Regions from separate parts of the Gossypium hirsutum genome. Here region 1 is linked to region 2. The links are chromatin contacts, called in public Hi-C maps. All regions are on one chromosome and are shown on one strand. Each heading gives the region's core, a stretch centred on a gene start, on an enhancer-like site or on the middle of the called end of the contact. The rest is flanking DNA. Distances are from core to core; before and after follow the strand shown. Region 1 holds the start of LOC107903712 (auxin-induced protein 6B). Region 2 has its middle 4.8 kb from the start of LOC107903711.

Region 1 (2,700 bases), core at 40-2,539, 50 kb before region 2:
AGTAGTAGGATTTTGACATGATACAAGGTTTTTGTATTTTAAAGACACACAGAATCTAATCCAATCATATCATTATAACTATCAACCAAATGTCAAAAAGGGTTACAATACTTAAAATAAAAAATAAAAAAATCTCATATTAGTTCACTTTTTAAAAAGTTCTCTGCTTTTTTTTTATTAAATATCAAGTATTTATTTATTTTGTTTCATCTTCCCTTTAAACTTGTTTTTTTTATATTAATAACTTATTTAAGGCTAAGTTAAAAATTAAAAGTTTGTTTTATTTATATAAAAGTAATTAGAATATTTTTTTTCACTTTATTTATTCCTTGTATATTTTTCTCTACTTCTCATGCAATTTTTATTAAAATTAATATAAAAAAATATGTACAATAAAAAACTCGGGATCATGAGCAAAATTAGGAAAGTCTCTTTTTACATTTTTAATTATATACTCCTACTAATATATTTTTCTTTCTTTTATTAATTTAGCTCATATTTTTTTTATAAACTACCAAGTTTATTAAATTATTAATGAGTTTATATTTTGGTCACTTAACTTCAAAAAGCTAAAATTGATTACTGAAATTTTCAAAAGTTTTGGTTTAAGTCATTAAATTATTTGGAAGATTTTATTCAAGTCACCGGATTATTAAGTATTTTTCTTTTTAAAAGTCTAACTAGTAAGTTTCAAGCGATAGTTCCACAATCGATACGGTGGATCAATACGCTCGACAAGTATAATAACATACATTAACTCTAAGTTAATTTGACAGTCAATGTTGAAAATTAGAGAAGAAAACTGTTTGAATTTTGCTTCACAAATTAGCAACATTAAAAATTGTTTCATGAAAAAAAATTAAACTATAAAAGAGAAAGGGAATGAGATGTTTCGATTGGTGTAGACAATGTGATAAAAAAAAAGTCATATAACAACAATTTTAATAGCCTAACAACTTAAATGATCAAAATATAAATTTACCTTAAATTTAATTTATCAATTTCTTTTCAATTCAATTGAAGTCCACACAAACGCTATGAAGATTAATAATTATTTCTCAATTAAATTTTAAATCAGAAATTTAAATAATAATATAAATAGATAATGCACCACTATCAAGAAACTAACTAAACACTAAAGAAATTATGCTTTAATGAATTAAAAAATGGATTAAAGCTAGCTAAAGTCCCATTACCTTACTGTGGATCACATGGCCATGATACCCATGGAAACAGCAGACACAATCTCGTAATTATCTCAAAGTCCAAGGGCAATATCTCTTATCCTTGACCTTATAATACCTCCCTCCGCCCTAAACTTTTAACTCACAAGTAAATTTTATTTTTTCTCACGCCACCGAAGACTTCCTTCTTCTACTGCACTTTTTTTCTTTCTCTCACTTTCTCGGAAAGTATTCTCTTTTCCTTTTAACGTTCCTTGCTCATTTTCTGTCACTTCCTTGGGAAAAGAATGTATCACGGAATGGGAAAATGCCAGAAAATTCGTCAGATAGTTCGGATCCGACAAATGCTGAAGCAGTGGCGAAGGAATGCCCGGATAACGGCCAACAACAACAATAACGGACACGCGCCGTCAGATGTTCCTGCTGGACACGTGGCGGTCTGCGTGGGCACCAGTCTCAGGAGATTTATCGTACGCGCGACGTACCTTAACCACCCCATGTTCAGAAAACTCCTGGTACAAACTGAAGAGGAGTACGGTTTCAACAACGTTGGACCGTTAACCATCCCATGCGACGAGTCGTTGTTCGAGGAGATTCTCCGAGCCGTATCCCGATCCGACTCGGGCCGGTTCTCCACATTCGAGGTTCTTCAGAGATGCTGCCAAGTCGGCATGAAGAATAAACTCGGGGGTTTAGGCGAATCTCGACCGTTGCTTCATGGGGTCGCCGATAAATCAGTGTACTAAAAGCTAATGCAAGCATATAATAAAAACGACAGATCCTCCTTGGTTGACTCAACCAGAGTTGGAAGCGCTAACAGTTTTACTGAGTTGATTAGGTTTCATTATGATTTATTAGAGTGATTAGTGGGTAATTTTGAAGTTCTTTTCCTTACAATGATTATGAAGGAGATGGCAAAGAGGGATTGTTTTTACCGAGTCATCCCGAGTGGAAAAGAGTGACGAAGCTTAAGCATAATTTATTTATTATTTCCATATTGTAAATCCAATGACTTTGAGTTATTATTTTTTGAAATTTTAGAGATATTATATATAATTTGTTTTTTTTTAATTTTTATTTTTTTGTGAGAGAATATAATATAAATTGTAATTTATATGAGCATTGCAATTTTTTTTAAAATTTTTTTTATAGTTTCACTTATATAAAGCTACAAGGTATACATTATAATTGCAAATGATGGGTTGAACCTTTTAGCATTGCAATTTTAGATACCCACAATGCAATTATCATTAAAAGAGGTTAAGAGAATAATACTTTAAAATGGAACCACAATGCTTAAGAATAAATAATTTTTGATTCAATTAAAATAAATTTATAATTAGTAAGAATATACAAAATTTATCAAACTTGCCTGGTGAAAATTTCAAAATTAAATGGTTAAGATCCTTGGTGTTTGAAATTGAAGTTGGATAATGATGATGTATATTGACAAAAGGAAATTTAGTAATGGTACGAGATGCTAAATGTTGTTTTCCATTATAGTAAAAAGTAAAAA
Region 2 (2,700 bases), core at 86-2,585:
CAACCACAGAATTAATCAAATCATATAAATGCATGTTCTTGCTTAATAAAATTGATTTGAATGAATTAAACAGTGGTTTGTATTTTAGGGCTAACATTTCGTTTGGGTTAAGGAGGCTCACGAATTGATAAGATTCTATTTTCGTCTTATTGAAAACCGACAAAATTATAGCATGAAATTTTTTTTGATAAAATTTTAATTTATAATTGTAAAATTATAAATTAATACAATAATGAAACTCATTTTTCCTCCTTATTAGATTTTTTTTAAAAAAATTAATAAATAATTCACTGATGGCTTAACCAAATGCTCAACTTCATGTTTACTTCCCAAAAAACAAATTACCATTAAGATAACACATTCGATAGATTTTTTTATTGTTCCACAAGTCAAGTAAAAGGAAAATGTCTAAATTTAGAGGGCCCTCAACCTAAATTATCCATCTCCTTCAATCAATTGAGGTTTTGGCATACAACCTTGATTTTTATGTTTTTGTTTTGATTTCATAATAACAAGTCCCAGTACAAAGAAAGATGTTACATGTCTCTTTGAACAGACTTTTTCTTTTTCAAAGATTTATCATTATCTAATAGCAATTTAGAAAAGCACTGTATCAGTGCCTATCGTCTAATTCTGATTTTAATATCTATATTATGTTCTCCGATTTATAATATTATAAGTAGAACTAGATTGATATTACCATTAGTTGATGTTGTTAAAGTGATGGTGTGATGATTCTTTTAAAATTTCAGGTATTTAGTTGAGACATAAATTTATTATTTTTTAAATATAATTAATAAATTTTCATGCTACTTTAATTATGTAATCGAATAACAATAAAAAAAAATCACTTATCACTTTAACAATAACAATTTACCTTATTATCAATTTTAATCTACTAATACTACAATAAAAAAATTTATATCTCAACTTTTAGCTAAGACCATAATTATATCTCAAATCAATTCACTTTGGGTACGGATAGAATTTTTATAATATTGAAGTAAATCATAATTCGGAATAGAAATATATATTGGATGTCTTCGTAAGATATATTTTATTTTTAGAACGAGAATTAAATTTAAACTTAAAAGATAATATTATTAGAAGAAGAAATTACAAAATTCTAAAAGAGTTAGGATGTTTATAGATGATAAAACAATATTTTAAAAAATTATGAATGAATTATTGGGGTCTAGAGGCCGCTGAAAGCATGGATGGGAATGGGAGGTGGCCCTGGCGACACTGATTAAGCCAAATTGGTGGTGATGGGTGTTGGTTTATGATTTATGATGGAACTGACTCTGTCTTATCGCTGAAAGATTGAAGTAATTTGGTTGGTAATGTAAATGCGAGTTGAAAGATGAACTTGGACTATGCATTGAGGCCAATAACCAGCTAAGTTTTGAAGGGATAATGTTGCACTTTTTACTTGACTAGCATGCTAAGTGGACCCACCATGCCCACTCTCACAAACCCCACTCATTCTTTTCAAGGACTTTCATAATAGCTACTGCCTACTCCATAATATTCTAAACCATTTTTAAACAAAACTTCAAAACTTGGTTACCAATTATATTATGTATTATTGATTCATTTTGGTCTATTTTTTTATACTTTGATGATATATTTTTATATATGTTTGAAGTGTTAAAATACAAGGTAAAACCTGAATTTACACATTTATTGTGTAAGTACAAGACTTTTAGTGTTTAAGATTTTTTTTATTTGAAAATATCTCTCTAAAGGATCAATTATAATTAAATTTATCTTAAAAAGAGAAAGTAAATAATTTCCTATATTTTAAAATTTGCTTTTTATTTAGCGTTTTCTTTTTTTAGGGCGACAGCTCATTTTCCCTTTTATCCTTAATTTTAAGTTTTCATCCTATAAATAAACCAAAAAAAGAATTTTTTTCTTAGAAGGAGCTGGGGAATGTTAGCCGCCAGTTGTTAATGTTTTAAGTTTTTTATTAATAAAATTTCATTGTTATGAGTAGCAATTTGAAATCATGCTAAGATACTTTTCATCTTGGTATTTGTTGATTCTCTAATTTATAAAAAAAGATAGGATAGTATTATTAGTATTGTTCTGTTTGATACTTGGACTAATATTTTGTTTGTAAACTAATTCAAATTTTATTTTTATCAAAGAATAAAATTAACTTGGTTGAATTGAGAGCAGCCAGGGTGACTTCAAAGGGAATTAGTGATATAATTTAAACAGCTCATGCATTTGAGTTTATTAACTTGAGTTGGGTTCTTCTGGACTACTGAAAGCTGAGCTTAGGTTGTTCATTTGGCAAGAGTTAATCGTCGAGCTGTTATTGTGGTTAATTGGCAAGAGTTATGTGGTGAAGATTCAATTTGTTGTATAATAATTTTAATTTTATGTATTTACATGTCTCTTTTAATATAAATTAATTGTAAAATAATTAATAGTTAATTTTTCTAAAACTCCCATCTTTAATTGACACAACCAAAATTATTATACAACAAATTGAATCCTAAAATTTAAGAAACCAAAATAAGTTCAAAGATATTAAAAGCAAGGACTAAATAAAGATTAGAATTAAAATAAAATTTAAAAGTGAAGGACTTAAATAGAAAATATCCCAAAATAGAATAGCTGGTTGCCCCTATTGTTTTAATTTAGTAAAAAAGAGGGTTTGATTGAGGAGGCAACGCAATAAAGCATGAG

The links. Hi-C and Micro-C count contacts between places; a contact is called where the count stands out from the background.
Region 1: a contact with region 2 is called in a Hi-C map of leaf, with 1.9 times the contacts expected there. The contact joins the promoter of LOC107903712 here to the enhancer-like site in region 2. A contact is called at or near these places in 8 of 34 Hi-C or Micro-C datasets (fibers, hypocotyl and leaf).

Annotation. Positions count from the first base shown.
Region 1 is chrA13:43,461,857-43,464,556 of Gossypium_hirsutum_v2.1, reverse strand. It overlaps LOC107903712 (auxin-induced protein 6B), which reads left to right and starts at 1,289. Exons shown (of 1, transcript XM_016829857.2): 1 at 1,289-2,233. The coding sequence starts at 1,472. The coding sequence ends at 1,930.
Region 2 is chrA13:43,412,081-43,414,780 of Gossypium_hirsutum_v2.1, reverse strand. No RefSeq gene overlaps it. Among protein-coding and RNA genes, the nearest start is that of LOC107903711, 4.8 kb to the right of the region's middle. Within about 2 kb of position 1,335, at least 4 of the 9 cell types and tissues checked have an H3K27ac peak or open chromatin away from gene starts, as enhancers often do. A contact at or near this core is called in fibers, hypocotyl and leaf, where this site is marked.